6 separate regions of the Mus musculus genome follow, and regions 2, 3, 4, 5 and 6 are each linked to region 1. A link is a contact called in public Hi-C, HiCAR-type and HiChIP or PLAC-seq data. All regions are on one chromosome and are shown on one strand. The core of a region is the stretch at or near the end of the contact, and the rest is flanking DNA. Distances in the headings are between cores, read along the strand shown. Region 1 holds the start of Marchf7 (membrane associated ring-CH-type finger 7). Region 2 holds the start of Acvr1 (activin A receptor, type 1). Region 3 holds the start of Tank (TRAF family member-associated Nf-kappa B activator). Region 4 has its middle 20 kb from the start of Gm33841. Region 5 has its middle 40 kb from the start of Gm33841. Region 6 has its middle 32 kb from the start of Gm39834.

What was found. A called contact is a pair of places that touch in the nucleus more often than the background predicts. HiCAR-type assays count read pairs that join an accessible place to other places. HiChIP or PLAC-seq counts read pairs in DNA pulled down with a chosen protein or histone mark.
Region 2: a contact with region 1 is called in an H3K27ac HiChIP or PLAC-seq map of extraembryonic endoderm stem cells, with 8 times the contacts expected there. The contact joins the promoter of Acvr1 here to the promoter of Marchf7 in region 1. A contact is called at or near these places in 1 of 484 Hi-C or Micro-C datasets (muscle stem cells) and 1 of 115 datasets of contacts at active chromatin or transcription factors (extraembryonic endoderm stem cells).
Region 3: a contact with region 1 is called in an H3K27ac HiChIP or PLAC-seq map of thymic regulatory T cells, with 8 times the contacts expected there. The contact joins the promoter of Tank here to the promoter of Marchf7 in region 1. A contact is called at or near these places in 1 of 39 promoter capture datasets (liver), 3 of 484 Hi-C or Micro-C datasets (B cells, CD4 T cells and CD8 T cells) and 1 of 115 datasets of contacts at active chromatin or transcription factors (thymic regulatory T cells).
Region 4: an H3K27ac HiChIP or PLAC-seq map of thymic regulatory T cells shows a contact between it and region 1, with 5 times the contacts expected there. The contact joins the enhancer-like site here to the promoter of Marchf7 in region 1. A contact is called at or near these places in 4 of 39 promoter capture datasets (the 3T3-L1 cell line, frontonasal cranial neural crest, hippocampal neurons and 1 more) and 2 of 115 datasets of contacts at active chromatin or transcription factors (astrocytes and thymic regulatory T cells).
Region 5: a contact with region 1 is called in a Hi-C map of Th1 cells, with 5 times the contacts expected there. The contact joins the enhancer-like site here to the promoter of Marchf7 in region 1. A contact is called at or near these places in 2 of 39 promoter capture datasets (cranial neural crest and embryonic stem cells), 1 of 484 Hi-C or Micro-C datasets (Th1 cells) and 4 of 115 datasets of contacts at active chromatin or transcription factors (acute myeloid leukemia, astrocytes, embryonic midbrain and 1 more).
Region 6: a contact with region 1 is called in a HiCAR-type map of astrocytes, with 4 times the contacts expected there. The contact joins the enhancer-like site here to the promoter of Marchf7 in region 1. A contact is called at or near these places in 2 of 39 promoter capture datasets (the 3T3-L1 cell line and hippocampal neurons) and 5 of 115 datasets of contacts at active chromatin or transcription factors (astrocytes, embryonic forebrain, embryonic limb bud and 2 more).

Annotation. Positions count from the first base shown.
Region 1 is chr2:60,208,286-60,212,217 of GRCm38.p6, forward strand. It overlaps Marchf7 (membrane associated ring-CH-type finger 7), which reads left to right and starts at 1,651. Exons shown (of 10, transcript NM_020575.2): 1 at 1,651-1,799. It also overlaps a transcript of Baz2b not described here.
Region 2 is chr2:58,564,508-58,568,439 of GRCm38.p6, forward strand. Acvr1 (activin A receptor, type 1) reads right to left here and starts at 2,321. Exons shown (of 12, transcript NM_007394.3): 1 at 2,280-2,321. It also overlaps a transcript of Upp2 not described here.
Region 3 is chr2:61,591,165-61,595,096 of GRCm38.p6, forward strand. Tank (TRAF family member-associated Nf-kappa B activator) reads left to right here and starts at 1,933. Exons shown (of 8, transcript NM_001164072.1): 1 at 1,933-2,044.
Region 4 is chr2:61,511,910-61,515,841 of GRCm38.p6, forward strand. No RefSeq gene overlaps it. Among named protein-coding and RNA genes, the nearest start is that of Gm33841, 20 kb to the right of the region's middle. Within about 2 kb of position 2,277, at least 87 of the 459 cell types and tissues checked have an H3K27ac peak or open chromatin away from gene starts, as enhancers often do. A contact at or near this core is called in thymic regulatory T cells, where this site is marked.
Region 5 is chr2:61,491,841-61,495,772 of GRCm38.p6, forward strand. No RefSeq gene overlaps it. Among named protein-coding and RNA genes, the nearest start is that of Gm33841, 40 kb to the right of the region's middle. Within about 2 kb of position 2,276, at least 44 of the 459 cell types and tissues checked have an H3K27ac peak or open chromatin away from gene starts, as enhancers often do. A contact at or near this core is called in Th1 cells and regulatory T cells, where this site is marked.
Region 6 is chr2:61,400,381-61,404,312 of GRCm38.p6, forward strand. No RefSeq gene overlaps it. Among named protein-coding and RNA genes, the nearest start is that of Gm39834, 32 kb to the left of the region's middle. Within about 2 kb of position 1,956, at least 177 of the 459 cell types and tissues checked have an H3K27ac peak or open chromatin away from gene starts, as enhancers often do. A contact at or near this core is called in astrocytes, embryonic limb bud, forebrain and 1 more, where this site is marked.

The DNA of each region.
Region 1 (3,932 bases), core at 401-2,900:
ATGTTCAAGGGGTCTCCACAAGGTTCAGTTCCAGAAAGGCCGAATGGTGGCTTAGACACATAACGTAACTGTTAACAATTATGGAACGCTTGCTATGTTCTAAGAACTGACAGATCCCCTCATTTAATCCCTTCAACACCACCATGAAGTTTGGGGAGCATGGCGGATTAGGGTTCCCTAACCCACAGGAAGAAGCCTGGGTTAAGGAATTCTTGGCAACATTAAAGAACTGCTGAAGACAAAGGTAATCAGACAAAGTGCTGAGATATGAACCCATGAATTCTGATTCTTAAGGGTGTTACACGGCCAAACAGAATGGAACAATTATTTCTCTTAAAAGGACAAATTACATCTCCTCAAAAGTAATCTGTACTTAATTTTATCCTTTACCAGACACTTTGTCTACTACATGCCCTAAAAGGATGACACCTGGGTGTCAACTTTAACAAAATTAAAAAAAAAAACAACCCAAAACCCTTAAGTTTGTACGAAATTTATTAGTGATGAGTGAAGAAAAATGAGAGATGATTACTGACTGTATATATGTATATATACATATGTGTATATATATATATATATATATATATATATATATATATATGTAGCATTTCACTTAGTCACTTAGTGGAATTATGTAGATCCAAGTTATTCTTTGAAACAAACACCCTTAAATCAAATAGGTCACTTAAAAACCCAAGTGCCCTCCCTGTGCTTCCAAGTTTTAGTAAGAACTTACCGTTAAACAACTTGCGTTTGGTCCATCATTGAAACGCCACATAATTTGTGGCTTTTCCCATACTCTCTTGCATTTCTTAGTCCTCATTTACATCTTAGTTTAACCACATTCACCGTGGTTTCTGAAAGTTTCTTCTCGTATTCCTCAGACTACGTCACAGATTCCCTCGCTCTTTCTAAATAAGTGAATGTCTGCTGCAAAACCTGTAGCTGCGCTCTCAGAGCTTAAAAAGCCCGATTTTTTTTTTTTTTTTTTAAGATTCCGAAGTGATCGTCCAAATACCCCGTCGCTACAACTTATTTACTCCAGGGAAACTGCCAGCAGCAGGGTGTAGGAATCAATCGGAAGGCTGTAGTAGGTGGAGGGAGAGCTGTCAAATCCTACAAGGTTGGGCAGGGAGGACGCGCCGGGGAGGCTCGAGGGGAGGTGGGGGAAAGGCAGCGTCGGACTCCATTCCGTAAACAGTCCCTGCGCCACTTGCCGAGCGCAGAGAAAACAAAATCCACCCCCGCAACCAGCCGGGCGGGACCCGGAGCGGCGGGCCTGGTAGGGGCCCGCGGCGGGCGCGGGAGCCAGGCGGGCGCCGAAGCCCCTCGCACTGCGGGCGGCGACCGGCCCGCCCGGCCTCCCGCGCCGCGCCGCTCCGGGCGCCCGCACGCCCGCACGTCGCCGACCGTCTGCGGCCGCTTACCGTGGCGCCTCGCAGCTTCCCCCGAGGCGGCCCTCAACGGCTGCCGCAGTCAGAGCACCACCCCGCGGCGGGGCACGTCTAGCCCGCCCGCAGCTCCCGGCTCCCCCGCAGCGCCGCCAGCGCCGCCGCCGCCGCGGCTCTCGCGAGAAGCGGGCGAGCGAGCGCGCAGGGGGCGGGGGAGGAGGAAGGGCGGGGCTGCCAACGGCGGCGGCCACTTCTGCGGCGCATCCGGAGGGGCGGCCGCCATTGTGCTTCGTCGCCGACTTCTCTGCCGGTAGCCCGAGAGCCGAGCCGAGCCCAGCGAGGAAGGCGGCGGCGGTGTGGCTGCGGCGAGCGCGACACTCCCTGCAGCGGAGTGCTCGGTGGAAGAGGGTAAAGAGCGGCGGCGGCGGCGTGGGGGGGAGGGGAGCGCTGGAGTGCGAGCCACCCCCACCCCCACCCGGGACCCCGGGGGCAGGGCGGGCGGGCGGGCGGGCAGATGGTGCGCGTCCCTCGGGGACCCGCGACGACCTGCGGCGCCGGGCGGCCGTAGTGCGGGGTCGGCTCACCCGGGATTTCGGTCGGTTTCCCCCAGTCCCCTCGGAGTAGGTGGAGGGAGGTAGGCCTCTCGGTGGCCCCGCACCGGGAGTGGCGTGACACGGGCATGTGAGGCAGGAAGGCTGGCTCTCCTGACCCGGGGCGAGACACGGGTGTAAGGGGCCGACTCTAGACACGCAAGGTGTGAGTAGTAAAATGCACCCTCACCTTGGAGAAACTGCGTAGTGAAGAGCGCGCACGCACACACACACACACACACCCCGAAACCACTACAGTGAACACCCTCCTTCTCCACCCCCCTACAAAAGTACGTGTTGGTATATGGGGGTGGAAATCCGTGTGGGTCATAAACATGACGTCACGATCAGTGTGAAAACAGTTTAAAGAGCGGGTCCGGGTCACACGCCATTCTGTAGTTTGTGTGTGTGTGTTTTTATTGTCTTCAGTGTCCTTATTTTTTAAGTCCCACCCCCCCTCCCCCGTTTGTATCCAGAACGTAGGGGTGAGTACCGAGATACCGTCCTGATTGACAAACAATAGTACTCTCACTAAAAAAGGTAGATCCTATGTAGTCTCACAAGATAACCCGAAATGGGGTCAGTATTTCCTTTTGAGGAGCTTTTGTGTGTGTGTGTGAGTGAGAGAAGCAGCAGTTGTGCTGAGGCAGTCGCAATGGAACCAGAAACTCTGGCATCGCCATGACCATAGTTATTTTACCTCTTAAGATCTCCTAGTTGAGATGAGTCCCCTCCACCCCCGACTCCTGGGATGCCTTTTTTAAGGAGATAGTGTGTGAAGCAGTCAGCAGAGCAGGCACACTACAGGGCATAATACTTGTACTGTGGATTTTTAATGACTTCAAACAGAAGGAATTTACCACCAAGTTTTATCATCAAGCATTCTGGTCAGAACGAAACTTGGACTTTGTGAGTTGTGTCCCTATAGCTTCATGTTTTTATGGGTTGATTAGAGGGCTCTTACCTTGTGTTTCCCGCTGGCACTGAACTCATGATGTTATCCAGACCCACCTCTAAGGTAAGATACTCTTGCTTAAGCCTTCTGAGCTCCGGGATTGCTGTGCCACCAGATCAACACCACCACACACTTCTAGTTTTGCCCTAGATGTTTGGTACACCATCCACCTCCCTCCTTCACGCCCTCCTCTTTCTCTCATACCCGAAGATTTTTTTTTCATTATTTGACAGTTTCATATATGTATATAATGCAATTCAGTACCCCCCATTACCTTATTTTCAGTTACATGATGGGTCAGATTGTCTTACACAGTGTAGGGTCTCGGGCATGCTAAGCATTTGCTCTCTGAGCTATATTCAAGACCCCTCAACCCAGGTCAGGTGTCTTGAATAAGGAAGGTTGTTTTCTCATATAACTTCACAGATTTTTCTGTGTTCTACATGAAGGTTTTGGATAATCAACTTGAATGTGAGCCATCTGTAGCCTTTATGCAGTCAAATGTTATTCCATATCCATCTCTCACACACCTGTCATCTGTTATATCCACGTTTTAATATATTTTAGGAAAGTAATGGTCGAGTGGAAAATTTATCAAGTAGTGTAAGCATTGTTTGGTTACCAGGTTAGAACTTCCCTTTGCAGGAATGAGCTTGACGCAACATCTTCCAACAACTCACAGTTTAGTCATCAGACCAACGCGTAAACATGCACCTTACTGCCTTCCTTACTGTAAATACTGTACGGACAGACTGTGGGGTGGAAAGAGGGCACACGCTTGGACAACTGTAGAGTGCTTGAGCTAAACTGAGGCTTGGCTAGGACCTGCTGTGATGATGTGCTGTTTTGGGAGGTGACAGGGCTTTCCGCAGTGGAAAGGTAATGAAGGAAAGTTAGAGCTTAGCAGTGAAGACTTGGATTAATAAATTAGAAAGTTTAGTGCCCTGTGCCATGGGGTGGAGAAAGAGCTGTTGTACCCAAGTAAAACTATCTTTA
Region 2 (3,932 bases), core at 1,071-3,570, 1.6 Mb before region 1:
ACAGAGGGGCGATCGGGTCCCCGTATTGATTCTTTCGTTACCTTGTGACCTTGGAGAACAAGATCATTTTTCAAATCCATCTCTGTCTGGTGTCTCCCTCTGCTCTGCAGACTACTCCATCCAACCTTAAGAAACACCCAGCTGCCTATCATTATCAACACAGTCCGATCTTGGGAAGACAAGAAGCTTGGGGAAGATGGCCCCTGTTTCCAACTCAGTCACTGTCGCCCGTTGCATGAATGCAGGAAGAAAACTTGGTAAACTATCAATCTGGAGGGGAGGGCACTCATTACAATGCTATTAATCAAATTAAGTTCCTCCTCGCTCCTGAAACGCATTACACTCCTGAATGTGGCATCTTAACTCTGCATCCTTAATATTCTCTGTAATTACTTAGCAATTACAAGAAATTTATTCAGATTCAAGTGATCACTCTAGTCCAACATGCAGAAGTTGTAAGACTATTATCTCAATCAAGTTCGCTCTAAAACCACTCTCTGCTTGGAGCAGACCTCAGCCACACAGTTGAAGAGAGACCATGAGTCCAGCCCGTGCCCACGCTGGCCCTTGCTCTTTGCCGGCTAAAGCCAAGGTCTATCTCAACATCACTCATCACCTTTGAGGACTCCCATGTACAGTGGCAGCAGAGATGCTGCGTCCCATTACAAAGTGACAGCCACCCAAGGCACACGCTGCTCAGCTTCAGAACACTTCCATCCATTTGTCAACCCCAGGACAGAAAACAAAAGTAACCAAATCACAAAGGGAGGGAGCTGAGCTTAGAACGGTAATCCAGATCCTATGCAGACTTAAAATAACCTTGTGACTGCACTGTCCCCGAGAGTGGCATGGGTGAGGCCTGGGATTCATACTTAAGCAGTGTGCCAACTGTAGAGCTGCATGGCAAGGCACTGTCTGAGGTCAGCACAAGTCTAGTGTCTGCCGCCTGCCCGAGCCTGGGCCCCCGGCCAGCAACCCACCTCCAGAGACTAGTGCCAGGACATACTATAGTGTTTCCATTTAAGGCCTGCCACTTGGATGAGCCCATCTCTGAAGTTTCTTAACACCACCTTTCCAGGAAGAATTTTTTGGGGAAAAGGGAGGTGGTGTCTATTTTTTGCCACCGCCTTCCCTTGGGCTGTCAGAGCAGTCTGCCTCTCAAGAACTGGATCCTTTAAAATCACTGCGTTATGTTTCTATTTGAGGGATTTTTTTCAGAAATTATATATCTATGCAAACAAAAAACATATATATGTGTATGTATATATATATATATGCAATCGCATTAAACATGTATGGGACCAGAGACGTTTCCCATCATCTCACACCAATCGCACAAACCGCAAAGAAGAAAAGCCAATAAAGAGAGCAAATCCAATGCATTACCGTCCGTCTCTCTCCAAACACCAAATTAATGGCAACTTTTTAACCAACACACTTTTCTTCTGCAACAAAAATGGGTGTTTTCTTGCCCAAGTACCTTCCTCCATAGCTCCTCTGCCGTGCAAGGTACGTTCAGATCTCCAGGGGAAGAGGGAGGTAGGGAAGGGTGGGAGACGTAACTGGCACAAACTGGACAGAGCCAAGCCAGTCTCTGAACCAGACAGAAGTCCATGCACGTAGTGAACCCACAGGCCCACAATTCTCCCCAGCGCGCCCAAGGTTCTAGCCTCACTGTTTTGGTTAGTGTCGAAGGAAGGGTTTTAAACTTGGCAAAGTACTATGCAACATCTGTAACCACATCTGCCTTCTGGGGATCGGAAGATGAATCCCACATTCCTGGCTTTGAAGCTTTTTGAAACTGCAGCTAGGAAGGACAGAGGGAGGGAGGGAGTTGAACAGAGTTTATTGGCTGTCTCTCCAGCAGAAAATTCCTCTTGGAAGAGATGGATATTTTGTGGGTGGGGGTGACTGGCCAATCTCTTTAGTCTGCCAAGCTCAGCTTAGAAGGTGAGCCCGGGGCCGTGAGGCCAGATCGATTTATAAGTCCGAGGCGCACACCCTGCAGGAGTTCATCCAACGCACACCCGAACCCCCTACTCCAAGCCTCTGTCCACCCCGGATCCCACCGGCAGCCAAGGCCCTAAGCAAGTCGGTTTCGTTCCGCCGCGGCTTCCCCCCACGTCGAGAGGGCACGCAGCTTGCCGGAGAAAGAATGAAAGCGAGGGGGAGGCACCGAGACGCCCACCCTCCACCTCCGATCCCGGTCTCGCCTCCAGCTAAGCTCCCTCCTCCCTCGGTCCCCAGCTCCGGCGGCGTGGCCGGCGACCTGCTCTCACCTCTGGTCCAGCGGCGGTCGGGTGCTGAACCCGGGGAGGCGGAGAGCTCGAGGCGACCGGGAGCTGCAAGGCGGCGCGGGAGGGCGCGGGGCGGGGCGGGGCGCTGCAGCCGGCGTGGAGCCCGGAACTCCGCGGGCCGCGGGCGGGTGGCCCGGGCGGCGGCGGCGGAGTGCAGCGCGGCGCGGCACGGCGCGGCGCGGGGCGGGAGGCTGGCGGCCACGGGGCCGGGGCGCAGGCTGGCGGCAGGCACCGGGCTGGAGCCGGGGAGACGGCTGTCGCGGGGCGGGAGGCGGAGGGCGGGGAGGAGGGCGGAGGAAACTTGCGGCGGCGCGGGGCTCGGCTGGGGGCGGCGGGGAGCCGGCGGCGGCAAAGTTCCCCCAGCGCTTGGGGGCGGCGGCGGCGGCGGCGGCGACCGGGAGCTGGAGCGGGAGGAGCGGGAGGAGGAGGAGGAGGAAGTGGCTGCGGAGCGCTCGGCCAATGAGTGTCTGGAGCTGTGATTAACCAGGCAGCAACACATCATTTCCTCCCGGCGCGGATCCAGGGAGCCGGGAGGGAGAGGGCCGGCGGCGGGGCGGGGCGCTCCTCGCGCCCCCTGCAGGCGCCCGGCCCCAGGGATTCCGCCCGCCTAGCCATGCTCGCCCGCCGCCCCCGACCCCCGACCCTTCGGGCCGCCCGGGCTGTGGGCTGCTGCGAGCCGGGCTGGCGGGACGCGGGGGAGGCGCGCGGCACGGGGAGCGGCCAGGTAGGCGCGGGCGGGGCCGTCTGGACAGCTCCCGGGGCGCGGGGCGGGCGGACAGCAGGCAGCCGAGCCGGGAACTGCGGGGGCTCCTGCACTCATCTCCAGCCCTGCGTGTCAGGCACAGGGGTGGATACTCAATGCTCCGCCTCAGCCAGGCCATCGTTGCCTTGTCTTCTGATCCCCTTCCACTATGCTCATTTCCTCGCAGGGTCTAGGGTTATGCAAGCGTTTGCCATTTTCGCAGTCGGCTTCCTTGGTAATAAAAATAAGCAAGTCTGGGGGGTGGGGGGGGGGGGGGCTTCTGCAAAAATCCCGCCCTGTCCTAGGCGCCACGGGAGCTTACAGTAGGAAGGAAGGAACATTCTCCGCCGCAGAGAGGCTGACAACTTTGGTCCTTAGAAACACAAAAACACCCCAGTGTGCTAATATTATCTGGAGCATCAAAAAAGGCATGCAAGGATCAAATTTTGCATGGTGCCCGCTTAGTGTTTGGAAGCAGCAAGCCATTTTCTCTGCCCTCTAGAAGCTTATAATGCACAGTCCTATCACAAAGCAAGAGTAAAATCATGACACCAATAAATGGGGAAAACATAAAGTATTTTTTATCCCTACAGGTCCTTTCATGTAGAGGGCATTTATTGGGTCGCTGGCTGCAACACTGCAGAAGGTTGCAAAGGAAGTGGAAGATCGGGCCTTTGCAAAAGCTGCAAACAAGCTAGCTTTACAGGCGTGTGTGTACAAGGAACAGCTAGAAAAGAGCCTTCAGGTGTTGTGTAAGCAAAAAGGCAGAGAAGGTTTTTGGTTCTTTTGTGTTTGGATCGTTCATTAGAGGGTCCTTGTAGTTATGTTTGGTGGCGATCAGGCGAGGAAAGTTCAGGTCAGATCAAGGCAAGATCACCAATCTGTAATCCCTG
Region 3 (3,932 bases), core at 683-3,182, 1.4 Mb after region 1:
AAATGTGAAATTTCTACTCTTCCAAAGATATTATCAGGAGGCCCGTGGCCTCTCATGCCCTTAATTCTAGTACCAAGGAAACATGAACAAGCAGATGTTTGTGAGTTCAAGGCCAGCCTGGTTACATAGAAATTTCCTGGCTATCTAGACCTGTTTAAAAAACAACTAATATAAGCATATGCAAAGAAAGGCCATGTGCCCTTAAAGAAAACACTTCCTCTCCCAGAAGTCATCAGTTAAATCAATCAAGACACAATTGCCTGTTAGAACAACCAAAATCTAGAATACTAAAAACACTGAATGAGGACTGGCACAGACAGAAACTTTCCTTCATTACTGCGCTAACAAAATAGATACACACTTACCATCTTTCATATTCTTTGCATCTGCCTTAAGGAGTTGATAATTTATTTTTTCCTCATGAAAATTAGAACATTGTTCTTGCTAGCAGTTTTTTCCACCTCAGCACTGAGGATGAAGATGAGGAACATGCTGGAAGTTTCTAGACCTTTCTCTCAATTTACTTTGCATCTAACCCTGCTCTAGAGAAAACAAGTCATTTTGTTTTATTTTAATATGAGCAGTGCTGTGTCACAATTAACTTGATGACTTAGTGGGAAAAAGTGTTTACTTGATCTAAATGTTATAGGTGGGAAGTTCTGCTTGTTAAAATTTTGAGTAATATTTTATAATATTTTTTAAAGAATCATATAATGTGTTTGTTCTATTTTTCCTTTAGAAATATATTATAATGCATATATGTCTGGGTGAGGGTATAGGATCCCCTGGAACCAGAGTTACAGACAGTTGTGAACTGCCATGTGTGTGCTGGGAATTAAACGGGGGTCTTCTGGAAGAGCAATCATGTGTTTAACCTCTGAGCCATCTTTCCAGCCCCACAATGTTCTGACCATATCCCCCTCAACTCCTCCTAGATCCATCCCCTCTCCCAACCTTATGACCTCCACCTCCCACCCCAAGTGACCACAAAGTCCAGTTTGTGCTGCCTGTATAAATTCAGACATAGTATCATCTACTGAAGCATGAGACACACCCTAAATAAAACTGGCCTCCTCCCCTCAAGTCCACCCACTGCCCTTAGCTCCTCACAGATACTGGTTTGACATATGGGCTTGTGAACCCCACCCACCACTGTGGTAGCAGGTTGATTGGTTGGATCTTGCTTAGGTTTTCTGTGAGCAACCGCAGCTGATGAAAGTTTTTTAATAGTTTTAAACGATGGTTTGAATTTTAAAATTTGCCCCAAATATTCAAGCTAACGGTTAGAACCAGACAAGTGTTTGAATCTTTGAACTAAAGAGAAAATGGGGCAGCCAGAACCCAACTCTCTTGTTCTAACACGGAAAAGATGTTTTTCTCACTGCGTCCATCTGAAATTTCTCTCTCAGCTATCATTCAAGCATGTCTGGATAAAATAATGAGAAACTTTTAATCCCCGAGAAATTTACTAGAAATTGAATTTTTTTTAGCAAGTATATCCATTGGAAAGTATTACTAGTGGGAGGAAACACCGAGTGTATATGTAATATTTCTCAAGTTGTGGACTTTAACTCAATTATATTCGCATAAGGATCTGGTGAAAACTGTAATTTCCTGGGCCTTCCCCTACCTGCTCTAAACAGGAATTTCACAATATATCAAGTTTTTCTGAGTGGTTCTCTAACCTACATATAAGGTAATATTAGAAGTAGTTATTTACTGTTTGCTCAAAATTCTAGCTAAGACACTGAAGTGACCTTTAAACAAATGACTTATGTTTAGGGTTCTCTTACTGTCAGATGCTATTTCCTGTATGGCCCCGGGCCTCCAAGGAGCTTGGCGGGGCGGGGCTTTGTGGGCGGGGCTTTCCTGCAGAGGCGGGACGTGGGGCGGGGCTGGCCCTGAGGATGGAAGGTGAAGCGTTAATGACTCAGAGCGCAGTCGCTGCCCTCTGAACTGGAACGGAAAGCTACTTCCGGTTGCAGTCATTCTGCCGGGCACCGGCGACCTGTGGCGTGAGCGAGCACAGCCGGAACCCTCCACTGTGAGTAAAAGCGGAGACAGGGAGTCTGGGTCGGCCGAGCCCGGGGACGCAGGGCTGGGGTGTGTGAGCGGGTGTGGGATGCGCTGCGCTGCACCGAAGTCTCCTCCGAGAAGTAGAGCTGCGGCCCCAGCGAGTTTACAGCGCGATTTTGAGCGAGAGAAAGCGCGGGTCCCTGTCCCCGAGCTGACCCTGTGGGGCTTTCCCGGCCCGTGACCTCAGCTCCGCGACGACAGTCCCCCACCCGTCGCGGCAGGGTGACTGCCGCTCTCCTCGCTGCTTCCCGGGGCTGGAAACGAGCGCGGCACGGCCTGCGGTGTTGGGGCGCCGGGGATCCCGGAGTCCTCGACTTCGCAGAAGCCGGTCGCCCCGGCGGTTATGCCCTCGAACACTTAATAGACTCTTTGTGTCTATCCCGGGAGTTGCACAATTCCCTTCTCTGCTTTCCTGTGGAGTGTCATCATAGTCTTGTCAATGAGAAGTTGGGTAACTTCCCCCTAGGAGTCCCGGAGAGAATGGGTGGCCAAGGCTCAAAGAGCAGAAGTAGCCATCCTCCTTCCCTGGTCACCCAGTCATTAGGTAGAGTCTCCACCGTCGTGTAAACTGAGTGGCAACGAGTTATACACCAAAAACAAGCAAGCAAGCAAACAAACGAGAAGAAAAAGAGCAATGCTTGTCCTGAAATCCGATCAAGGGGGAAGATGCTCGCTGTACCCCCAGAGGACTTAGGCTCTCTCACTATTAGGCTGGCTGTACAAAGCAGCCTTCTTGGGTGTCTTTTTCTCTCGCAGAAACTTTTGAGAAGTTAACATGAAGAAGAAACGATAAGCTAGAAAGTGAAGAGAGGTGGAGTAACACCCCGCCGTTTGCCCAGTAACAGAAAGACAAGCACCACCTTCTTGCGAAAAGCCATATTGTCCCCTTTGAGAGGGGCCGTGAACCCCTCAAATGATAAAGGAGAAAATGAAACCACCCCGCTAAAGCGTTTTCAATCATGTAAGACAAAGCCTTCCACATCTCTTAAAGGCGCCTACTCACGTTGTTTTGCTCCCCTATGGAAATGAGATCATTGCTTACTCTGTACACCCTCTTCTCTTGGCGTTGGTCACTTTTCCCAAGTTTGGATTTTTATGTCGTTTTTTTTTTCTTCCTTCCTTCCTTTCTTCTTTCTTTCTTTCTTTCTTTCTTTCTTTCTTTCTTTCTTTCTTTCTTTTCCTTTCTTAAAGGTACAGTTGTTGCCAGGCATGGTGGCTCATGCTTTTAATCCCAGAACTCAGGAGGAAGATACAGATATAGTAACCCTTCATGCTATGTGCCACATACTGTAAAGAACTATTAGTCATGTGGCTTTGCCTAGGTTTTGTATCCAAGATTATTGTCCTCTTGCAAATTATTGAGATAATTTCCTGTGCTATTTCATTTTAATACTTGACTCATTTTAAACATCTGAAGTTATTCTTGTACACTGTAGAAACATAATTATGAATTAGGTATCATAGGTTTTTTTTTTCAACGTAATAAAAACAAACATACCAGGAAGAGGAATTTTCATTTGAGGTATCGTCTCTATCAGAATGGCCTGTGAACTTGTCTGTGAGGTATTCTTTTATTGCTGGTTGATATGGGAGGATCCAGCCAGCTCTGAGTACTATGATCCCTGGGCAGGTGGGCCTAGACTTTATAAGAAAGAATGAGCAAGCTGGGAGAAGAAAACTGGGAAGTAGGCATCAACCTTCTGTGGTTTTTTGCTCCAGCTTCTTGCTTGAGTTTCTGCTCCAACTTCCCCCAGTGATGGGTTTTGAACTATGAGTTGTAAGATGGAGTGAACCCCTTCATTCTCAAGTTGCTTTTGGTCATAGTGTTCATCATAGCATCAGAAACAAAAGTACAA
Region 4 (3,932 bases), core at 1,027-3,526, 1.3 Mb after region 1:
GTTTCATGTATATTTTATGCACATAGCCTGAAAATAATTTCATATGCTTTTCAAATTAATTTATTTGTGAGTACATGTGTACTTATGTTTGATGCAGATATAGAGGTCAGAGGGCAACCTGCTGGGATGAGTTCTTTCTTCCTATCATGTAGATCACAGAAGCTGAACTCAGGTCACCAGGTTTGACAGCAAGAGATTTTACCCACTGAGCTAACTTGCCAGGCCATTACGATATTTTTAGTGTGTCTGCACTTTTAAAATCGACTCTTCCCTCATACATTTCGTCTGACCATAGTTTCTCCTCCTTCCACTGCCCCCAGCTGCCCCCACATGCTTCCCCGTTTCCCAGATCCTCTGCTTCTGCATTCCCCTTAAAAAGGAGTTCCTTTTTCTAAGTCCTCCCAGGCATAGCAACTGAGCACGTCATAACAAGTAACAACAGGAATAAGCACAAACCCTCATATCAAGATATGCCTTCATTTTTATTTTATTGTCACGTGAGACAATATGAAGGATTTCGCAACTGTCATGTCACGTCAGTGCTAAAATTTCAGATTTTAGAGCATTTTTAAGTTTTAAGTTTTATATCAGGGGTGTTCAGCCTTTTCAAATGTGAGTAATATGAACTATTTAAAATCCAACCTCCACATCCCTGTGTAACTACTGTGAACATTATACCAGTTTGTGAGTATACCCCTGGACCACATATCAGAGTATGAAAGGAAGCAAGAAAACGGACAATACTTCTAAGGCATTTCACCATAACGAATCTGCTTGTTCATGCTAATTAAAAGGAAGGGTTTGACAAGTTCACATCTTTGTGTTTTCACTCATCTAGGTGTTTCCACTGTTTAAATTATCACCTGGATTCTAAGTAGTATGTGTCATTAGTATCCAGAGTGACTCAACCCACACACCTTTTTGTCATTTGAACAATTGACATTTTTTCTCTCTTTCTGAATTTAAATACATAGTGACATATGCACACGCACACACAGACACACACACGCGCACACATACACACACAAATGTTTTTGGCTTTTGTTTTGAGGATATCAAAGAGAATTTGCAGCCTACTTTTCTGAGGTTGAATTAATCAAGAAAATAAGTGTTTAAAGTTACTAAATGTCAGAGGCACTCGTGCTCAAATCTATTGTGTGTGATGCAAAAGATCCTTTACAGCCCCGGGCAGGAATCCCCCTTCCCAGCCAGAGCTGTACCTGTTGTAACAATGCTGAGATTCATTGCACAAAGGAGCAGGTGTTTTGTATGAATTCTGCGGGAGAGACTTAACAGTGATTTCACTAGATTCGCTCATCATCAGTGTTTCATGGTTAAAGAAATACAAGAAAGAAGAGATAGAGATGCCTCCATGGTTAAGGCCACATGCAGCCTCTGCAGAGGAAGGCAGCTTGGTTCCTACCACCCATACCCGGCAGTTCATAACTGCCTATAACTTCAGCTCCACAGGATCAAACTTCTCCAACCTCCTCAGGTACCTGCACCCACATGCACATCCACACACAAACAAGATGCACTTAAAAAAAAAACTCTTAAAAAAAAAAAGAAATGTGAAAAGTAGTTCTATTTAATACATACTATATTCTCAGGTGTTAATATAAGCGTTTTATATACGTTATGATATTTCGTCCTATAATAATGGACAAAGGCGGGTGAGATGGCACCACTCCATTCCAACTTCTATGAGATCAACTTTTTTATATGTCACACATGAGTAAGATGCCTAAAGATTTTTTTTTTATTTATATAAAGGATCCATAGAACAATATGTTTAAGCTGTAGGGAGCACTTCTGGGGCATCATGAGACTGTTTACAAGGAGAGAAAAAGCCATAAACAATGGAGAAAGGAGAGTTGTTAAACTTGATAGAAAACCAAAGAAGAGAAAGAGTCTTGGATTGATTGAATGCCAATGAGTCAAGGCATTATTAGAAGGTGACAAATGTTGAGGTTGGCTACCAGAAGAAAAATGCAAAACGGGAAGAAAAATTAAATGTTGGTTAACAGAATTTTTGGGAAGTCTCCTCTCTCTCTCTCTCTCTCTCTCTCTCTCTCTCTCTCTCTCTCGACCTCACTTTTCTCTGCCAACAAGGAAATGAGCTCGTTTGCTGGTTAACAAGGGTGTATGTTGTGAAGTCTACATTTTAAAGATGAGGGTAGAGGAAGTTTGAGCTATTCATTGTATAGAGAAAGACGCCAGAACAGCACTGAGGGCCTCTGCGAGCTGACTACGGTTCGGGACATGTGATGTGGCTGTGTGGTTTCCTCCAGCAGCACCCAAAATGCTGTGTGGGCAGGGAAGACAGACAGCTGGGTGGGGCTCTGAAAGGCCTCCACGTGTGGGAGGAAAGAGAAGTTAGAAATATTGATAAGACAGAGGGTGAAGTGGTAACCCATACGACTCCATCGGGAGGAAAGAGAGCAGGGATGTTTAAAGGCGAGGAAGGGAAGAAGGCCCGGGAATGTGGTTGGGACACAATGATAGCTGTGCAGTGCTGCAGGACAACTTAACTATCATAGGAGAGAGCTAAACAGTTCAGATTTTAACGTAAGCTTCATAAGATGGCAGGTAGACATAGATTATGACAACTTTAGGGTATCATGCCGGTAAAAGGGGTTATCTCTGGAAATGAGGAAGTAGACCAAGGAATCAGGCAAACGGATGGTACCTTACTTGGCTTCTGTAGTAAGATGCTCACTTAAACAATAGAAATGTGTTTTCTCATACATGCCAACAGGCTTGACTTGAGGCTAATGTCCTTGGCCTAGAGGAGATCATATTCTCCCTGCCTTCTCACGGTCTTTGCTCTGTGAGCGTGTGTGTGTGTCTGCTCTTATAATGAATCTAGACACATTCAATATTCAGTTCATAGGAAAACCACAATAACTTCACTTAACTTTAGTTAGCTTTAGAAGGTTCCACCTAAAACTAACCCCTGCCTGAATTGCTGAGACACACGCTTACCATAAGTTGGGACTTCAGCACATGGATTTGGGGATATACAATTCAGCCCACAGTTAGAAGGCATTTCAGATAAGAGTCACCAGAATGATGGTAGCATGCAGGGCAGAGATAAGGAAGCCCAATAAGGTTCCAGACTCTCCCTAAATGAAAGTAATTAACCAACTTTCTACTGGTTCATGAAAGCAGTGGTTCTTTTCATTCCACTGAAGATTCCAAACCATTTTCATCTCCCAGTGTTTGGAGGTTTTGTTTGTTTGTTTGTTTGTTTTGTTTTGTTTTTTTCATAGATCCACTGTGTTTTTGGCATAATGTTAATTTTTATCTTTTTACCAGCTTTGGCTTTAACACACCCTGTCCCTTCAGGTGTGATTTCTCATTGACTGTGCAGCAGCTGGTGAGGTGAAGGGCTCCTGGCCATGCCCTTTGTCTGAAATATTCATCTTAAATAACAGGACAAAAAGAGAGGACCCACCATTATCTTAAAGCTAGATTCTCTGACACACTGAACACAGAGGAGTTACAAAACAATTTACAACATACCCTGCTAGAAATTTCCCCTTTTCTACCCTTCTTTGTCATAATAAAAATGTCTGCCACTTATCAAATAAAACATTGAACTAGTAATTATGCTTTGTATTCTGTATCCATTACATTGTGTGATACTAATAGTAACCCTGAATTGTGAAAAAATTGGAGTATCTGCTCAGAGTCTAAGTGCCAAAGTCAGTCTAACTATAGATCACTGTTTTTAACCTCAGTGTTTCAACTGTGGAGATAGAATGTGCCCAGAGACAACACTCAGTTGCCAATCTCACTTCCTTCCAGAGTGTTTGTGACTTGATGTAGAAAGTACAAGAGAAGGAGCACACTGTGTCTCAGCAAACACTTCTAGCTCCAGTTACTCTAAATCCAGGACCCATTTCAGCAGGGAGTCAGTGAAGGAAGGC
Region 5 (3,932 bases), core at 1,026-3,525, 1.3 Mb after region 1:
CAATGCCCTCCTCTGGCCTCTGTGGACACACATGCATTCAGGCACACAGATATACACATTAAATAAATAATACTTTTTTAAAAACCTTCTGGGGTTCATGGTCAGGCAGCTCACACTCTTATAAAACACAACCTGCTAATACAGAAATTCCCCAAACCAAGGCTTATGAATAGAGAACTATACTTACAAATATGTAAGCACAAGACAAGACTCCGTGTCTAGATCAGTAGAATAAAGGTCACTTTGAAAAGATGGAGCAAGATAAGAAAAAGGAAACACAGCAACCAGATGTCCTCTTCCCCTTTCTGTGGTCAGTGCCCATGGCAGTTCTCCTTAGAGCTTTGGTGATAGAAGGTGAATGACAGTAACAGAAAACACCTGTGGGTCCTGCTGTCCTTCCGCACCTCTGGCCCCAGGGGGCGCTCTCCCACAGAGGCACTGGCTCACTATGCTAACAGAATAGCAACACTGTCAGAATGTGGTCAAAACAATCCAAGACAAGAGTAAATTAAGGTCTATGGGCTGTTCGAAGGTTGTGTCTCTGCCCTTCCACCGTTTCTGTGCCCTAAGATGTCAAGGCACTTCCAACCCTCATCACTTTCCTTTCCCTTGAAGTGAATGGGGGGGCTGGGGAGAGTCTTGGCTTTTAGTTTAAGGACCTAGTACTGGAAAAACAACAGTCTATGGAGAGTGGCTCCTCCCACTTACCTCTTGGCCCCTCCCATCTATCACTCAGCTCCTCCCACCTGCCTCTCGGTACCTGCTCCCTGAGCTTTGTATACATACCTCATGTGCCTCACATATATGTAACTATAATGCTCTAGGAGTCAGCCCCTTTAGTTCATCATTTTTAATAGCACAGTTGTATATAATGCCTGTAATCCCAGCACTGGAGAGTCAAGGCCAGATTGGTTACAAAGTAACACTCTTTCAAAAAAAATAATTAAATGTAATAAAAGAGGGAGGAGCCGCATGAGAAGAGGAGAGAGTTCACAGAACTAGCACTTATATTCTGTTTTTGCAGAGGTATATTTGGCTGTTGTGTGAGACATTCTGAGAAAAAAAAAAGAGAGAGAGAGAAGAGAAAAAAAGAAAAAAAAATCGAGGGAAGAGCAGAGACTAGTTTGTTGAAGTGTCTTCTCCACATGTGGTTTTACAGAATCCACATGACATGCAGCTCACTCTCTGAGTATAACTCAGCCCTATAGTGTAAGGACTCAAAATTGGGCTTGTGAGATGGCTCCGCATGTAAAGGCAACTGCGCCAAACTTGACAGCCCCTTTCTGATTCCCAGGACTCACAAGGTGTTAGGAGAGAATTGGTTAAAAATATGTTTGTTCTCTGACTTCCACAGGCATGCCAGGGCATGCGAGCATGCACAAAATTAGCTAATTAATTAATTAACTAATTTAAAAAAAAACACTCAAAATAGCCCGAAGCATAAATGAGATTCCTGTGTTATCAATCACCTGAAAATGTTCATTATAATAGTGAAATGGGAAAATATAGTTGGCGGTTCCCACGGACGTGAACTGTGTCTCTTACCAAAATTCCACTCAAGTCCCTAAATTTCCTAATTCTGTTCTTTTGATCTGGAGAAGGGTTGGTATTTGTTGTTGTTGTTGTTATTTTCTGGCTATTTTCTTCTTGAAAAAATCATAACATGATGAGACACATGGTCACCGAGGGTGTTCATCTGGCTCAGGCACTGTGTTGTTGACAAATGGCCTCTTTCAGCATGAGACAGGGCAGCTTGCTCTGACGGCCTGGACAAAGCATTCGCGTCGTGCCTATCCACAAGAATAAGCTAGAACCCACTTTCAGCACACACAGAACAATGTGTTTCTGTTTCTCTAATTGAGCAAATATATTTTATTTTATTTTTGAGACAGAGGCTTGCCTAGGCTTCTCTTGAAACTGCTACATAGTTGAATGACCTTGAATTCCTAATCCTTCTGCCTCCTCTTGCAAGCGCTATGACATCGCGTGTGGTTGTTACAGAGCCAATTTCTCTACGAACACTTTGGATTCTCATTCAGCAACTGAGCAGTTGTGGTGTTTCTTTACCATCTGAGAATTATAAAGGCCAGCCTCAGATTCCATTTGTCCTGCATGGATTTTCCAGTACTATCACTCAAGCTAAGGAGCAGTTTGTCCCAACAAAAGACAAGCCTCCTGTTAGCCAACCGCTGCCAGATGTTGAGGTGAAGGCGCTAACAGCTGTGCTGACACCAAAGCAAAGTGGTTGGTTTCCTGCCTAATGTAGGGACTGTGCAAGCCCTTTGCAAAGGGGCACCTTGCCAGCCTGCGTGGTATCTTCAGCGAGGCAGACAGGGTTCAAACAGGAATATGCTATTCGACATGCAAATGAAGCCTCATTCTGACATTTTCAAACATAGAAGAGATGCACCTCTAATCCCCCTCTTAGTCATTTTTGATGTTTTGGTTTTCTCTGGCTACCACATTTGCAATCGAGCCAGCAAAGATGGGCTGAGTGATGCTGTGGTCTCCCTTCATCCTGGCTGGCCTGTTCTCAGCCTGACTGCAAAATGCCAAGCAGCAAAGTGCTGGTTTTTCTCCGAGGTAAACAATGACTGACGCATAATCATTGCCCTCTCTTTACACATACAGTGTTCATTGCTGACCTAGGAGAACACCTCCAAAATGCCGGCAGCCTTAGTCTGAAAACCAGTCGAAATCCTCACATTTCCAGGAGACATGCCCCCTCTTGTGGTGGCTTCTCAGTACTGCAGGTCTAGTTTCCTCTGGAATAGAAGGAAGGTAGCCAACAGCTTCCTGCACTTAGACCAGTAAAAATCTTCTTGGCCTTTGAACGCCAGACAAGAATTGAAATCTTGCATTTCTGAGTGCTTATTCAAAGAAATTCTAAACATAAAAAAATGAATCAACATGTAGATAAACATGTTGAAGTCCTAAGTGGCAAGGTACCTTGCTAGTCTCTGAACATAACCTTCTTCCGGTTCATAATATGAGATATTAAATCGTGTGTGATTAAGTGTAATGAATTATATTAAGCAATAATTTTTCATGAAAGTCAACTTATCCTTCTAGAAGATTAAAAATAAAATTTTATGTTTAAGTTTTCAATTTTAAAATCATTCATATCCATTTAGAATAGACATTGCAACTTCCTATTAGAGATTTCTAGAAATCATGAAGAAAAAGAGGACCAGCTTGGTGTTGCAAAGGATATAATCAGTCAACTCTCGGTTTAAAAAAATAATAAGTAGTGATCGTCTCCCAGACAAACCATCCAAGGAGAAAGAATGGACTGTTGCGTGTATTGTACCATTTTATAGCTACAGTGGTTGAAAGAATAACATGTCTTTATACAAGCTTTTACTATAAAGAAACTTTTTAAAGATACCCCCCCCCCAAAGTTAATACATTTATCAGTGTGATGCACAGAATCCGGCAAGGCAAAAATATTTTTTAAGGTTTATTGATTTTTATTTTATGTGTACAAATGTTTTGCCTACATGATATCTGTGCACCACGATCCTGTCTGCTACTCAAGGGGGCCAGAGAGGGCATCGGATCCCCTGGAACTGAAGTTACAGGTCGTTGTGAGAGGTCATGTGGACGCTGGGAATTGAACCCAGGACCTCTGGAAGTGCAGCCAGGGCTCATGACCAGTAAGCCACCTCTCTAGCTCCATAAAGATTTATTTGTTTATTCATTTATTAATTTTAATTTTATGTTCCTTAGTGTCTTGTCTGCATGTATGTGTGTGCATCACATGCATGCATGCCTGGTGCCCTAAGAGGCCAAAAGAGGGCGTCAGCACCCTGGAACTCAAGCCAAAGATTGGTTTCGTGCCATATGAGTGATAGGAACCAAACTGGATCCTCTACAAGAGAAATGAGAACTCCTGTCTGCTGTGCCTGGCTGTGCCAGGCCCTGGGGAAATA
Region 6 (3,932 bases), core at 706-3,205, 1.2 Mb after region 1:
CGCAAAATTAACTGATGCTCATCCATTGCAAGATGACGTTTTAGAGGACACAAAGATAAAAATAAAAAAAAAATTAAAAAATTAAAAAAACAAACGCAAACTCTACACTGTATTGACTTGGAAGAGGAAATAAAACTTAGCAGTATTAAAGAGGTCTCTAAACTGAAAGTGAACCAATTGCTAAAATGGAAGGTCTGTAGATAATGGGAAGGGGCGGTGAGCAACACTGGCTGGAATGATCAAGAGGAGATCTGGAAATACAAGGTTGATTTAAGATAGACTCTGAAGGAAGGACTTAAAAGAAAAGAAACGACATTCCCAGCAAGTATCTGGTAAACCATGGCATACTTGCCAAGAAGAAATTTCATTTTGAGGTCATAAATGCCCAGATTGATCTAATCTTTATTCAAAACAAACTTCTAAGAAGAAGTTTAAGTGAACTTAGATCCTTAACAAAGGAGCCATTTCCCACTGAGAGGACTTAGATTGGGGCTTCTCCAGTTATCCTCAGCAGCCTCCAATTAGTCTAATCTCTGTAGGACGTGATCTCCGCCCAAGGCATTTGGGGGAGAAGGGTAAACACTGCCTTCTTTCTGGTCGCAGTAACAATTTTGAAATACTAACAGATAGATTATCCTTGTGCTTTTATCTTTCACCTTCCACCCCAGCTGCTTTGCACTCTTAGCCAGAGAGAGGGAGAAGGGAAGGGGAAAGAAGGGGGGAGAGAGAGAAGAAGAAGAGGAGGAGAGAGGAGAGAAGTGGGGAAGGGGGGGTAGGAGAGGCGCCACAAGGGGAGAGAGATGGTTGTTTTGTAGTACAAGATGGATGGGGGAGGGGAAACTTTGACTTTGAAAACTCCAAGTGGAAATTTTGAAAAAAGATAGGGAACGATTCTTAAGTTGCCCTCATCTTTAAAGATGTTGCACTAGATTAAGATGCCTAACATCATACAGTCTTCTATCTAGAACCACCCCCCCCCTTTTTTTTTCAAAACAAATGGTATGTTTCCTGGGGGCTTGGCTTCTCTGCAATTGTGTAGCCCTTGGTAGAATGACGTACTAGAGCCTTGGCCTCTCCTTTTCTTTATCATTAAGTGGGTACCAAATATGCTTCATTGATAAGGGCTTAATATTTTGTTATCTCTCCATTGAACCAAAATTCAAGGCGATGAATGCTTCAGCATATTCTAGAGTTCAAAATGTAAAGCCCAACAATTTTATCTAGTCTCATGACCTTAGTTTCCACGTATAAAGGCAAAAACCTCCAGCAAAGGGATGTTGTGTCTGCCTCAGACAGTGGTGGTGAAGGTTAAATTAGATACTGCTGAGGCATTTGCCACGGTGGGGGTGGGGGAAGTTGGCTCAGAGGACATAAGCACTACTGGTTTATTGGTGACAGAATGTCACATAAGAGCCCTCGTGTGCTTGTTTTCAATAAGTCTTTTCTGGCTAGTTAAACAACCCTATTTTAAGAGTCCCCAAAGTTAGGCATATACACGCCTCTTCCCTCTCTCTCCCCGCCAACACCTCACAATGACAGGGTCAAGAGACCGCCTTTGGTATATGCTGCCCCAAACCGACTCTTCTAGTCCCTGCTAATAAAATGTAAAGAATGTGATACAACAGGCGTCCCGAGTTAGGAGACGGAGGGAGGCTGCCAGAGATGTGGTCCCAGTGGGCTCTCAAAACCTCTAGTATTCAGTTTATCTTGGGTAAAGCCTTTGTTAGAATTAAAGAAAAAAAAAAAAAAAAGGCAGGCTGTTGCAAACCAGCTTCTCGGTAAGCTATAGTCGCTTCCTTGGCTACCCGCGACATGGGAATAATCGTTCAACTAGTCCCATTTCTATTGCGACTGGAAACAGGAAACGAATAAGGTACAGTCTTAAACAAAAACAAAGAGACTGAAAGACAAACCAGATTGTCCCAGGGTTCAGGAGAGGTTTGTGCTAAGTGTTAGAAGGTTCAGATCTGGTGGATCCTCCCCCACTTTCTGCCATTCCAGAAATTCCTTAGGGGGGGAGGTGAGGCGGGGGGGTGGGGGGGGGGGGGGGAAACGAAGAGCTGTTCTAAACTGCACAGCACTGCCATCTTCAGGGCCAACGGGGAAAATATTTTCCGGGTCAGTCAGACAAATCATCGTCCTGAATGCTTCATTTAAATATAATCAAATGCTTAAAACTTTGACAAGCATACAGTCTGTAACAGATTTTCTTTTTCTTTTAGCGTTTTCCATGTTTGGAATGTCAAAGGACACATTTTGGGGGGGGGAGGAGTCTGTGTATGTGATATATGAACATTAAAAATACGTATTTGCCAATTGAAAGTTATTTTCAACTGGAAAGATTAACTAGCTTACACTACACTGCCAGGTGATGGAGCAAAACAGACGCAAACATAGTGTTCTGAAATTTTTTTTTCCGTAAAAAGAAGAAAGGATGAATGTAATGGTTCCACAGTGCCGTTTGAACAGATGGTGTGATTAACAACTAGTGTGTTAGCCGTCTCAGGAGCTCACCGAGAGTAAACAAATGCAACGGGAAAATCACTTTCCTCCCCAAAGAGTTTTTAGTTCATTTTATTACGAAAATTTGGAAGTCTGCATTTTGAAAGCTGAGTATCCTTAGAGGATACTGGGAATAAGAAGGGAGGGAGGAGTTTCTGGAGGAAGACTCAGAAAGACTATTCTCTTCCTGATGAAGAATGCCGAAGCTCTCACAGAGCTGAGATGGGGGTAGTCTGGGCTGCGGCTGTCATCGGGATGCTGGAGGTGGGTGGTGCATGGTCCTACACACAAGCCATAAAATAAAAAGGTCAGATTCTCTTCCCGGCTCTTGTCCTTGCTCTCTCTGGACTGCGGTTTCTTTTGTTTGAAAATCTGAAGGAAAACCAGACCAACTGAACAGCTGTGTTTCAGAAACTTTAATGTGCACCTGGGGATCTCATTAAGATGCAAATTCTAACCTGGGGTAAGGTAAGGTCCAGGCTTTGAAATTCTTACAGACTCCTAGGTAATGCTGATGCTGCTGATCCATGGCCTGCGTTTACCACCTGGCCTCTAAGAGCCTTCCAGTGGTGGTGCTCTAGCATCCCATAATAGGTGATGCAAAGCTAGCTGATAAGAGGCAGAGTCTGCCTTCCTAAGCCCGACTCAGAACTACTTGTGGATAAAAATACCTAATAAATATATCACACGTTGCACTGATTTTTTTAAAGACCTTTTTTTTTTAAGTATTTTTCTATGGGAAGGTATTTCGCGTGAGTAGAGTGTGCAAGGACCAGAAGAGTACACACGAGGTGGAGTTATATATAGTAGTCATGAGCTGTCATAGTGGGTGCTATGAACTGAACTCAGGTCCTCTCCTCAGCAAGGTCAGAACACCCTGCTGAGCCATCCCTCTTGCATGGGTTTTAAAAGTAAATCACTTAGGTTGTCTGTTTTCTTTTAATCTGCTAGAGAATTAATCTGGAAGGGACCCCAAACCACAGCCACAGCCCATACATTATATTATATATTATGGGGATGAGATGATCAAGAGTCTGAGATGGAGCATCAGACAGCATCTGCATAGTCAACATCAATCCCAAGACTGCGGGGGATTTTAAAATGTCACTTTAGGAAAGGCACTGGAATCAGAATAGAACGTCTTGGGGGAAAATATCTATAAAATGCATATCAGGCTCATATCCAGAAAACATGAAGAATTTTCAAACCCCAATAGTATGAAACCAGCCTAGACCAGTGAGACAGTCTGTGGGCAGGGGTACTTGTCACCAGCCTAACTGACAGACAACCAGAGTTCAGTCCTCAGGATGCAAATTGATCCTTGAGAATTAATTCCTGCAAACCGTCCTTAGAGTGCCTCACTCACCCACTGTGGCATGCGCACCCACCAACCCACAAACACATAATCCATAAATACATGTGATTTTTTT